2 separate regions of the Macaca mulatta genome follow, and region 1 is linked to region 2. A link is a contact called in public Hi-C data. All regions are on one chromosome and are shown on one strand. The core of a region is the stretch at or near the end of the contact, and the rest is flanking DNA. Distances in the headings are between cores, read along the strand shown. Region 1 holds the start of TCF3 (transcription factor 3). Region 2 holds the start of UQCR11 (ubiquinol-cytochrome c reductase, complex III subunit XI).

Region 1 (6,330 bases), core at 715-3,214, 50 kb before region 2:
TCCACTGTCCAGATGGGGAAACCGAGGCCCGGAGAGTAGCATGAACTTGCCTGAGGTCAGAGTGAGGTGGAGAGGGATGAGGGATTGCGGCACAGACCCCGTGACCCACAGCCCTCTCCCCAGACCTGCAGCATGTGGGGATCTCTCTGGGCACAGAGGGTCAGACTGTGGACAGCCCAGGTGTATAGCAGGAGGGGTTTGTAGCTTTGGTGGGGGGCCCCTGTGGCCCTGCCTCCCTGCTGCCCTGGCCTAGGAGCAGCATTGAACTGTGATGACTCAGGGGCTCCAGATAGGGGTGGGAATAGCCTCCCAGGTAGAGGGCACAGCAAATGTAGAGGCTCAGGGTGGGGATGAGCTTAGCAGGTGCTGGACCATCCAGAGGGTGGGATGGCTGGAGCCAAGCAGGCCAGCGAGATAGCGGCATCTTCCCAGGCTGGAAGTGGAGCATTTCCCTTTGGGGCCCCAGGGAGCCCTGGGACATTGTGCTATTTTCATTTATTTGTTTAGTTATTTATTTTTTGAAACAGAGCCTCGTTCTGTCACCTACCCTCGAGTGCAGTGCTACGATCTCCACTCATTGCAACCTCCGCCTCCTGCCTCAGCCTCCCAAGTAGCTGAGATTATAGGTGTATGCCACCACGCCCAGCTAATTTTTGTATTTTTGTTTTATTTTACTTATTTATTTTTTAGAGACGGAGTTTTGTTCTTATTGCCCAGGCTGGAGTACAATGGCGCCATCTTGCTCATTGCAACCTCCACCTTCCGGGTTCAAGCGATTCTCCTGCCTCAGCCTCTCGAGTAGCTGGGATTACAGGCACCCGCCACCATGCCCGGCTAATTTTTGTATTTTTAGTAGAGACGGGGTTTCACCGTGTTGGCCAGAGTGGTCTCGAACTCCTGACCTCAGGTGATCTGCCCACCTTGGCCTCCCAAAGTACTGGGAATACAAGCGTGGGCCACCGCGTCCAGTCAACTTTTTAAATTATTATTTTAAATTATTTAAAAAATTTTTAGAGATGGGTATAGGGGGGTTTCACTGTGTTGTTCAGGCTATTCTCGAACTCCTGGCCTCAAGCGATCTTCCCGCCTCGGCCTCCCAAAGCGCTGGGATCACAGGTAGGAGCCACCGCGCCCTGCCCTAGGCGGGGTCACTTTTTGCTAAGATGTAGACACGGACTACTAAGAATCAGGAAGCCAGATCTGGCCTGAGTTCTGTCCAAAGTCAGGTCCAAATTCACAGATACCGAGACGGCGACTCGGGTCGGCAAAGGCACTGCGGAGGCTCCCCGTGGAGATCTCTGACCCAGAGCCGGAGCGAGCCTCGGTTTTCCCGCCAGGAAAATGGGTCCGACGTGGCCCCCTCGGGGCCGGGGTACCCGCTCGCACCACTCGGCACGCAGGGCCGGCCCGATCAACACAAATACAACCAAGCCGAAGGGGCCGCGCGGGCGGCCACGCCAACCTGAGAACAAAACTCCAGGACCCACCCCCGCCGCTTCTCGCGGCCTCTCGCTCGCAGAGTCCCGCCTCTGCCGCGGGGCGGGGCCGAAAAGAAACGAGGCGGGGACTCACCACGAATGGCTAGGATCCCCGCCCATCAGACTTTCACGCCTTTCGACTGGCCAGACTGTTCTGTCTTATCTTTCAATCTCACGGGCCTTACTCGCTTGCGTAATAGACTAACTCCACAGCTCGTGTGTGCTTCCGCGGAGGGGGATAGTTCGTGCTTTCTACCTACGTCGTGGCCCGACCGCCCCCTCTGCGCGTCCCCGCTCCCAGGCTCTGGACCTCGCGGGGATTCGGGGTCCTTACGAGGGTGCTCTGGAGGCCCAGCTGTGGCGTTCGGTCCCGAGCCGCCCGGAGATGGCGGAGGGATCCGCGTGGGACGCCGGGCGGGGCACGCGGGGGCGGGGCAGAGGCGGGGCCTGCGCGGGGCGGGGCGGGGCGTCGCGGGGCGGGGGGCGGAACATGTCTCCCGCCGCAGGAAGATGAGGCAGCGGCGGCGGCTGCGGGCGTAGCGGGCCGGAGCGACGCGGCGGCGGGCACCGCGGGCACCGCGAACGCCGCTGCCCCAGGGGCGCCCCGGCCGGCCGCGCGCACGGGCCCCGCGGGACGGGCCACGCGGGGGTGGGAGGGGCCCGGGCCACGCGCGCCGCCGCCGCCGCCCACGCGCGACCCTCGGGGGCCCGGCCGCGACGCCCCTTTGTCCGGGGGGGGCCCCGCTTCATGCCACCGCCCCCCACGCGCCGCGTGCCCGGCCGCGCCCAGCAGGTGAGCCCAGCGGGGGGCGGGGGGCGCGCCTGGGACCCCCGCGCTTTGTGCCCAGGGGACCCCGTCCCGCCTCGCGCGCGTTTTTGGGGGTCGCGGAGGAAGTCGGAGCGGGGGCAGCCTCGGGGGGCGCCCCGCGGCCCGGGAGTCATTGTTCTCCAACTTCGCGCGGCGCCGGGGGGGCGGCGACGTGGAGGGGCCCGGAGCTCGCCAGGCCCGCGCCGCCCCCGTCGGGCCGGGCACTTCGGGAAACTTTGCGCAGCCCTGGGCGGGGGTGCGGGGGGCGCCGGACGGGCTATGCAACTTGGGCGCGAGGACCGCCCCCCCCCAACCCGGGCGCACGGGGACCCCGGGGCGCCCCCTTTTTCGGGTAGAGGGGGCCCGGCCCGGGCGCCGGAGTTTGTGGGGGGAGCGCGCGGGAGGGGCGTCCTTTTGTCTGCGCGGGGAAGGTGCCGCGCGCTGCAGGCGCTGGTCGGGGCCGGGCGGGCCGCGGGGGGGGCGCGCGGGGAACATCTGCTCCGCGTTAATGCGGGGCGAGGCGGCGGCCGCGCTGCGAGCTTCAAAGGCTCCCGGGTCGCGCCGCCTGCACCGGCTGCGGGGGGGGAGGGGGTCCGGCTTCCCGGGCCGTCCCCCCCCCGCCCCCGGGGAAAAAGGCGTTTCAGGGCTCCCCCCTTCGGCGCCGCGCAAAGTGGCTTCGAACATCCTCCAAGTCTCTCAAAGTCCTTGGGACGCCCCAGAAGTCTTCCAGCTCCCCTAGAATGCCCGTTTCAGCTCGCCACCCCCCCCAACTAAGTCTGTCTTAAAATCGGTTTCAACTACCCCACGAAAAAGTGCGGTTTCGTAGTCCTCAAAAAAAGTCAGTTTCACACGCCCTCCAAAAAAGAAAAAAACTGAGCGGGGGAGGGGCTGCGCTGGGGCGCCCGCTTCACACCCGGCCTCCAGTTGGCAGACAAAGAGGGGATTTCTCTGCTGCCTAAGTTGGGTCTCCCTCGTCCTCGGAGGCCCCTCCCCACCCCCAGCCTTGGAGGTATCTCCCGGGCTGCCCCCGTCCCCACCTGGGGACCCCTGGGGAAAGTCGAGACTGGAGGGGCCTGGAGTGCATTTCTTTGGGACGGAGATTTTTCTCTGTACCTTTTTCTGGGGGTGGAATGGGTCCTGGCAGGTGGATCCCCCATCCGCCATTCTAGAATGGCGGGGGCACCCTGGTCTTGGGACCCTCTCCCCGCTCAGGGAGGGCGGGTGAGGGATGTTGTCAAAGTTTTGCTTAAAAATAATTCCCGGATACATCGTGACAGTAAAGCAACCTAGGGTTGTTTTTTTTCTTTTTTGAACACTGTTAGGGTTTTTTAGGGGGAGGGAGATTGAGGGTGGAGGGAAGCTTTACTGGTCCCTGCATAGAGTGCGCCCCCCCACTTTAAGTTGTGAAGCTTGTAAAAGAGTTTCGTGGTTTTCTGACTTGTGGATTTCCTTCATGTCGAATTTGGGGGCGACCTTGTCTTCAACGGGCTGTGACGTCTGGGTGGGGGGATCACCAAATTTCCCTCGGAGTGAGGTAGGGCCGGGCTGTTCCTCCTCTTCCCAGGGGAGTAGGGGGGCCTCAGAGGAAACCCGGGGGTGGTTGGAAATGAGAGACGTGGGGAAAGGAGAGGTTCTGGCTGCCCTGCGTGCAGTTTAAACTTGGCAACTTGACGCCCTGGTGGTCTCTGGGGGAGTTAGGGAGTTTATATTTGCACACCCTCCCCCCATTTTTCAGACTCCCGGTGGCCTCTGGGGAGGGCTCTACGGGGACCCAGACTCTGGAATTCCATCTTCCCTGCCCCTGCTCCCAGGGCTCCGCTGGAACTCAGACCCCAGGGCAGTTGAGGGTTTTTTAGGCGGCTTCCCCACTCTGTGTTTTGGCCACTCACACCTCTTTTCTCCTCCCTGTTTCTCCCTGTCCATCTGTCCCCACGTCCACCATGCAGGGTTTCCAGGCCTGAGGTGCCCGCCCTGGCCCCAGGAGAATGAACCAGCCGCAGAGGATGGCGCCTGTGGGCACAGACAAGGAGCTCAGTGACCTCCTGGACTTCAGCATGGTGAGCCAGGACCCCTGCCCAGCCCCCGACACCCCTTTGCCCCACAGTTCACGGGAAGGTTTTCAGGGCACAGTGTTTGCTGAATACGTCAGCGATGGAGCCTCAGCTGTTTGGATGGGAGGCTCCGGTGGGGCTGGGGGTGTGCGTTGCTCTGGCAGGAGGCTGACACCGCAAGGCAGTGGGTGCGCCATGGGGATCTCACCCGGACGCAGCATGCTACAGTCCACTGCTGTACAAATGGGGAAAGTGAGGCCTCAGGGGCGTGGTCCTGGGCCCCCAGCTTGGCTGGGTAAGCCAGCTCCGGCCTTGATCTTCTGATCTGTAAAATGGACCTGATCAGGGTCGCTTCCTCCATTGAAGATACAAAAATTAAAAGTTAAGTAAAAGGCCACTGCGCTCCAGCCTGGATGACAGTGAGACCCTGGAGACCTTGTTTCAATAATTGGAAGGGGGCTGGGCACAGTGGTTCCCCCCTGTCATTCCAGCACTTTGGGAGGCTGAGGCGGGAGGATCGCTTGAGGCCGGGAGTTCCAAGTCCAGCCCAGGCAACATAGTGAGACCCCGTTTCTCAAAAAACCAAAACAAAACAAAGCAAAAACAAAACTCAAAAAATTAGCTAATAGAGGTGGTATATGCCTGTGGTCCCAGCTACGCGGGAGGCTGAGGCAAGGAGGATCACTTGAGCCCTGGAGGTGGAGGCTGCGGCGAGCTGTGATCGCGCCACTGCTCTTCCTCCGGGGCGATAAAGACCACTCCTCAAGGAAAAAAGGAGGGGGTGCCTATTACTGAGCAGAAAAGCCTGCATGAACAGGGTGGGCACCACCTTCCCCACACAGGACTGCCCTGGTGGGCAGAGGACACGGGCATGAAACCGACTGTGTGTTTAATTAGTCACACGTGGGTGCTGAAGTTAAGATGCCAGGAGCCGGGCTTGGGCCAGGAGGAGGCCGGGTTAGGATTGAGTGGGAATTTGTGGGCCACTCAGCAGACGGCAGCGCCACCATTGTGCCTGTCACGGTTATCACCTCGGAGCAGGCAGGCCCGGTGGGGAGGGTGGGGCGGCTCCCTCAGAGTCTCAGGTTGTTGGGTCTGACCCTGAAAGGCCCATTTTCCAGCTGGGTAGATGGAGGCTCAGAGGGTGCTGGTCCTCAGAAGTCACAGGGCCCAGGCAGGTGCAGTGAGGCTGGAATGCCGGAGCGCCCTGGGGTACCGGGTGCTGTGAAGGCCTGGGGCCTCGGTTTACCTGCCGTCGCAGTGGGGCTGTGTGTTGCGGATTCCTGGAGAAGCCCAGGGACCTTGGTTTGTTTCTTCTGGCCTGTCTGCAGATGTCCTTAAATCCTGCTCCCACTACCCCATGCCCAGTAGCAGCGTTTGGGGTTGAAACAGGTTGGAGGAGGGCACTTTCAGTCTGAATTTAACCCTCCCCCATGTGAGGCGCAGGCCCCTGAGGTCTGTCAAAAACAAAAGTCCCCAAACTGAAACAACACCGGCCACCCTGTGGAAAAAAACAGCCCAAAGGCTGGAGGGCCCAAGGCTGCGGAAGGACCATGCTGGTATTTTTAAGCCGCGTTTTATTTTTGCCTCCCTGGCTGAGTAACCCGAGGTGCAGTTGGGTTGTTTTTTGTTAAACTGACAAGTCACAGACCGCTGGGCTGGAACAGAACGGCGGTGTTTTGGGGGGAGGGGGCACAGGTTCAGCCCCAGGACCTGGCTCCTCACCTCCAGCCACTCAGCACATCTCCCCGTCCCAGGTCGGAGCCAGCAGCCCTGTTCCCAGATGAGGAAACAGGCTGGGAGCAGCGAGGTGCCCGTCCTCTCTGGGCGTCCCCCCTCTGGCTTTACCCACAACTGGAGTTTCACCTGCCTGGCCAGGACAGGGAGGCAGAGGCGGCCCCCATGACTGCCCGCAGCCCTGCTCTGTTCCTGCATACCTGCCCTCTGCCCCCGTCCCAGAAACTGAGTCCTAAGGGGAAGCACTTCCCTGGAC
Region 2 (6,450 bases), core at 1,290-3,789:
ATTCATGCTGGAAAACAACTTTTAAAACATGCATTGGCCAGGCGCGGTGGCTCACACCTGTCATCCCACCACTTTGGGAAGCTGAGGCGGGTGGATCACTTGAGGTCAGGAGTTTGAGAACAGCTTGGCCAACATGGTGAAACCCTGTCTCTACCAAAAATACAAAAATTAGCTGAGCATGGTGATGCATACCCGTAATCCCAGCTACTTGGGAGACTGAGGCAGGAGAATAGCTTGAACCCAGGAGGCGGGGATTGCAGAGATCCGAGATTGCACCACTGTGTTCTACCCTGGGCGAGAGAGGAAGACTGTCTCAAAAAATTAAAATTAAATTGGTTGTGCCTGGTGACACACACTTGTAGTCCCAGCTACTTAGGAGGCTGAGGTGGGAGGATCACTTGAGACCAGGAGCTTGCGGTGGCAGTGAACTGTAATTGTACCACTGCACTCCAGCCTGGGCAAGAGAGCCACACCAGACCCTGTCTCAAAAAAAGGTGGAGGGGGCATCCAGATGGTCCAACAAAATAACAAAAACCGGCTCAAGAAACAAAAAGGAAGTTCTATGTCATGTTGAATGGCTTCAGGCACAGCTGGATCCAGGCATCATTACAAATCTCTCTCCATCTCCCAGCTCTTGTTTTTATCACTCTCACTCTCTGGTGAACTCTTTTTTTTTTTTTTTTTGAGATGCAGTTTCACTCTTGTTTCCCAGGCTGGAGTGCAGTGGCGTGATCTCGGCTCACCACCGCAACCTCCGCCTCTCGGGTTTTCAAGCGATTCTCCTGCCTCAGACTCCCGAGTAGCTGGAATTACAGGCATCCGTCACCATGTCTGGCTAATTTTGTATTTTTAACAGAGATGGGGTTTCTCCATGTTGGTCAGGCTGGTCTCGAACTCCTAATCTCAGGTGATCTGCCCACCATGACCTCCCAAAGTGCTGCGATTACAGGCGTGAGCCACTGCGCCCGGCCCCTGGTGAACTCTTACTAAACTGTGGCATCTGGAAACTGGGCTGACATTCCAGCAGCCCTTGTGTTCCTGTCCTTTCTCTTAATAGTCATTATGTCAACCCCTGCATCCCACTTTTTTAAGTTTCCACCAATGGGAAGAGTCTTATTCAGGTGTTCTCTGATCCCAAGCTCAAAAACCCCAAGGCAACTGGAAAGTTCTACAAACAACGCCCAGCCCGATGGCTCATGCCTGTAATCCCAGCACTTTGGGAGGCTGAAGTGGCTGGATCACTTGAGGTCAGGAGTTCAAAACCAGCCTAGCCAACGTGGTGAAACCCGGTCTCTACTAAAAATACAAAAACTAGCTGGGCATGGTAGCACGTGCCTGTAGTCCCAGCTACTTGGGAGGCTGAGGCAGGAGAATCGTTTGAACCCCGGAGGTGGACGTTGCAGTGAGTCGAGATTGCCTCATTGCAGTCCAGCCTGGATGACAGAGCGAGACTCCGTCTCAAAAAAAAAAGAAAAAAGAAACAGTGCCCAGACTGTGGTATCCAAAACCTATTTCCGGCTCCCACCTTGAGTCCTTGACCAGGGATAGGGATGGGTTAGCACCCGCAGCCCCGAGAGAGCTGCAGGCTTGGAGAGTACTGAGGGCCGACCCCAGCAGGACAGGCCAGGCTGGGCAGACAGACGAACCCATGGTGTCCGTTCCTTATCACGAGGCCTGCAAATGAGGCTGGCACCCCAGGGACAAATCACGCCCAGTTCCCCGTCTAGGTTATGGCCTTTCCTTTCATGCTGTAAAGGTGCCTGGGGGTCAGGCAGTCCAGGAGGGCTTCCTGAGGGAGGCGACTCCTGAAAATGGGGGAAAAGACAGAAAAGTGCCATGGCGGTGTCTGGGAATGTGCCCCTCTTCCTTCTGCCCACACCGGCCCGGTGTGCATGGGGAGGCTGGAAGCTGGGAGCTGAGTGAACATGTACGGTGCTGCGCCGGGTTGTGGGAGAGCAGAGGAAGCAGGGACTGGAGAAAGGCGAGCCCAAGCGAGCCTGGTGCGGTGGAAAGCAGGAGGCAGAAGGACCTGCCTGTCATCAGCTAAGACCATTCAGAGACGTTCACCGTGCAAGGAGCCAGGCCTCCCTCTGCTGCCTGAATGAGGAATCACCCAGGCTCGCAAACCAAAACCTGCAAAGTGATTTCCGACAGCCTCCAGGCAACTGGCAACTTTGAGGCTCAGGGAAGCACTGCCGCTCGGCCAAAGTCCTACAGCGAATCAGGAACAACGCCTGACGCCTCCAAAAGTGGGCTCCAGTCCCAGCTCTTCCCCTCTGTGTGACTCTGGGCAAGACGCTACCCCGCTGGACGTCCTGGCACATGCTAGGCGCATAAAATCATTGGCAGGTAGCCCCGTGGAGCCTAGAGGCAAAATCGGCCGTCAGAACACGTGCCCAAAATGCCCCGCCCTAACCCCGCCCACTCCGGGCCACCTCTCCCTGGTCGTCCAACCCTCGCCGGAAGTTACTGTAAGCGGCTTCCGGGTCTGCGCGCATAGCGGCGGATGATTTCTTTTTTTTTTCCTTTCCCTGCGCGCGTGCGCGCCGCGGTCGCGCCTGCGCAGTGTGGCCGGGTCAGCCGACAGGGTCACCCTGAGGGTGCGACTCCGCCGCGATGGTGACCCGGTTCCTGGGTCCGCGCTACCGTCAGCTGGTCAAGAACTGGTGAGGACGTCGCCCCGCGGCCCCATCCGCCCTCCCGCCTCGGCCCACCCCCGCGCCGCTGCGTTCCGTGTTTGTGCGCGTTTCCGGGGGCTGGGCCCGGCCCAGGTCCCTTGTTGTGCCCGGTGACAGAGGGGGAAACTGAGGCCGAGAGGCGGAGCGGCGCGTCCCGACGTGAACGGGACGTGGCGGACCCAAGGCCAAACCCCAGCATGTCTGGCTCCAAGCCTCAGTTTCCCCGTCTCTACCGGGGGGTCCGGGTGGTGACCCCTTGGACGGAAACGCCCAGAAGGCGCCGAGCCCCGATCCGCAGCCCAGCACTCGCGGCATCTTCGGCCTTTGCCATTATTTTGTTTTTTATGATTTTTAACAAGGAACGTGAAAGCTGCCGCTGTGCCTGATCCCACGTGGGCAGCTGGCCGGCATAGGGGTGGCCCCCATAGAAGCCGGGCTGGGGGTGGCCTCCGTAGGGTTGTCTCGTGTTTCCACGTGGGTTGCTAAGAAGCAAGGCCTGGCTGGGTGCGGTGGCTCCCGCCTGTGATCCCAGCGCTTTGGGAGGCCGAGGCGGCCAGATCACCTGAGGTCAGGAGTTCAAGACCAGCCTGGCCAACATGCTGAAACCTCCAGTCTCTACTAAAAATGCAAAAATTAGCCAGGCCTGGTGGCAGGTGCCTCTAATCCCAGCTACTTGGGAGGCTGAGGAAGGAGAATTGCTTGAACCCGGGAGGCGGAGGTTGCGGTGAGCTGAGATTGCGCCAGTTTACTCCAGCCTGGGCAACACCCGTTTTTAAAAAAGAAAAAAGCAAAGGCTATGATTGGCAGTGTGTCCGGAAGCCAGAACATACTTCCTCCATCCCAGACTGGGGGACAGGTTGGGGACAGGGTCTGGACGGTGGAGCTGACTGGGACCATCAAGGGGAACGTGATAGTGGCGTTTTATAGCGTGGGTAACTTAGGCCTGGGATGAGGAAGCCTGCTCCTAGCTGAGAACCCAGCAGCCTATAGTAGCCAATGCAGCCCCTCCCGGGTGCAGCAGGTCCACTTCTGTGCCCAGTCACAGTGGGAACCACCCGTCATCCATGCTTTCATCCAACAGCAGGCATTTATTGAGCACCTACTATGTGTTAGGGACACAACAATAGACAGAACCCTTGTGGGCGGACATTCTGGTTGGCGGGCAAGGAAAAGTGAAGAAATGAGACCTGTGGTGCAGGGCTGACCTAAAATAAGTGGGAGAGGAAGGGGTGCAGACACCTGCATGCAAGGGGCCGTGCAGGGCTAAGCCACCAGACAGTGGCTTTGGGAGGCCAGGGAGCAGGTCTCATCCCCAGGAGGCACTGTGGGGTTGTGTCTCAGAGTCTCAGACTCAGGACTGGGAGGGCCACAGTTCACCAGCTGGGGACCCTGCAGTCCACACCCGTTCTGGGCCCTGCTGGGGCTTGGTTTGAGGAAGGGGTTTTCATGGTGGCGAGGTCGTTGGTCAGTGTGGTCATGGTCTGTACATCCTTCCTCGGTGGCTAGTGGAAATCAGGTTTCGTGGGCTCTTCCCACACTGTCCAAATCCACAGGGTCCTACATGGGGTGACCAAGATGATAGGGGAGGAGAAGGCCGGCCCACTGGACATATTTATGGCAGGCTTCTCTGGTGGTTAATAACCCAGGGCTGGGCGTGGTGGCTCACACCTGTAATCCCAGAACCTTGGGAGGCTGAGGTGGGTGGATCCCTTGAGGTCAGGAGTTTGAGAACAGCCTGGCCAACATGGTGAAACGCTGTCTCTACTAAAAATACAAAAATTAGCCGGGCGTGGTGGTGGGCGCCTGTAATCCCAGCTATGTGGGAGGCTGAGACAGGAGAATTACTTGAACCCCGGAGGTGGGGGTTGCAGTAGCCGAGATCACATCACTGCACTCCAGCCTGGGTGACAAAGCGAGGCTCTATCTCAAAATAAAACAAACAAACAAACAAACAAACTTACCCAGAATGCCATCAAGACACAGGTATAAAGATTCCTGCCCTGTTGGTGGCATCTGCCTCTGAGCCAGGTTCCAGGAGCAGATGTGCATACCACCAGCTGGTGAGCGGGCACCGGGCCTGCACTTGGAGAGTGTCTCTGGTGAGGCCCTTGGGGCAATGTGTGCAGGGTTTGTTCATCCGCCTTCTCTGCCTCCAGGAGGAGCACCCCTTGCCACCCCAACATCCCAGCTATGTGATTCGCTGTGATCCAGGGAGGTGAATCGGATTTCTTTTTTTTTTCCGAGACATAGTCTCACTGTCGCCCAGGCTAGAGGGCAGTGGTGCAATCTCGGTTCACTGCAAGCTCCACTTATAGAGTTCAAGTGATTCTCCCGCCTCAGCCTCCCCAGTAGCTGGGACTACAGGTGGGCACCACCACACCTGGCTAATTTGCGTATTTTTAGTAGAGATGAGGTTTCACCATGTTGGCCAGGCTGGTCTTGAATTCCTGACCTCAGGTGATCCGCGCCTCTCGGCCTCCCGAAGTGCTGGGATTACAGGCGTGAGCCACCATGCCCTGCCTGGAATTGGATTTTAATTTCAGCCCTCTGTTGGGCCAGCAGTGGGCCTGCAATTGTTATCTAGTGCTGTGTACATAAGAAATGGTCTCCCGGCCGGGCGCGGTGGCTCAAGCCTGTAATCCCAGCACTTTGGGAAGCCAAGGCGGGTGGATCACGAGGTCAGGAGATCGAGACCATCCTGGCTAACACGGTGAAACCCCGTCTCTACTAAAAAAATACAAAAAACTAGCCGGGCGAGGTGGCGGGCGCCTGTAGTCCCAGCTACTTGGGAGGCTGAGGCAGGAGAATGGCGTAAACCTGGGAGGCGGAGCTTGCAGTGACCTGATCCGGCCACTGCACTCCAGCCTGGGCAACAGAGTGAGACTCCGTCTCAAAAAAAAAAAAAAAAAGAAATGGTCTCCCAAAATTAGCCACTTAAACCAGCAAATACTCCTTATCTCACAGTTTCAGTGGGTGCACTGCGCCGACTCCTCAGGCTCTCTTGTGAGGCTGCAGTCTCATCCGAGGGCGTGACCAGGCAGATCCGTTTCCGAGATCCTTCACGGGGTCGTTGGCTGGGTTCATTTCCTTCTTAGCTGGAGGCTGCCATCAGTTCTCTGCCACATGGATCCCTTCATAGGGCAGCTCACAGCATGGCAGCTGGCTTCTCCAGAGGCAGCTAGAGGGTGCACAAAGGTGCCCAGGATGGAAGCCAGTCGTTTTCTTTTCTTTTTTTTGAGATGGAGTCTCACTTTGTCACCCAGGCTAGAGTGCAGTGGCGCAATCTCGGCTCACTGCAACCTCCGCCTCCTGGGTTCAAGCTATTCCCCCGCCTCAGCCTCCTGAGTAGCTGGGATTACAGGCATCCACTACCACGCCCAGCTAATTTTTGTATTTTTGTAGAGATGAGGTTTCACCATGTTGGCCAGGCTGGTCTTGAATTCCTGACCTCCTTGGCTTCCTGAAGTGCTGGGGTTACAGGCGTGAGCCACCACGCCCAGCCTCTTTTTTTTTAATTTTAATTTTAATTTTTTTTGAGATACGGTCTCATATTCACCCAGGCTGGAAGGCAGTGGTGTAGTCACGGTTCACTGCAACCTCTGATTCCTGGGCTCAAGAGGTCCTCCTGCCCCAGCTTTCCTAGTAGCTGGGACTACTGGCATGTGCCACCACACCCGGCTAATTTTTTTAAAATTTTGTGTAGAGATGGGGTCTCTGTTGTCCAGGCTGGTCTCAAACTCCTAGGCTCAAGTGAGCCTCCTGCCTCAACCTC

What was found. Hi-C and Micro-C count contacts between places; a contact is called where the count stands out from the background.
Region 1: a Hi-C map of cortical neurons shows a contact between it and region 2, with 2.7 times the contacts expected there. The contact joins the promoter of TCF3 here to the promoter of UQCR11 in region 2. A contact is called at or near these places in 3 of 14 Hi-C or Micro-C datasets (cortical neurons, fetal cortex germinal zone and liver).

What each region holds. Positions count from the first base shown.
Region 1 is chr19:2,345,902-2,352,231 of T2T-MMU8v2.0, reverse strand. TCF3 (transcription factor 3) reads left to right here and starts at 1,964. Exons shown (of 21, transcript XM_077979006.1): 1 at 1,964-2,005; 2 at 2,135-2,271; 3 at 4,233-4,343. The coding sequence starts at 4,272.
Region 2 is chr19:2,296,051-2,302,500 of T2T-MMU8v2.0, reverse strand. UQCR11 (ubiquinol-cytochrome c reductase, complex III subunit XI) reads left to right here and starts at 2,539. Exons shown (of 3, transcript NM_001257804.1): 1 at 2,539-2,666. The coding sequence starts at 2,617.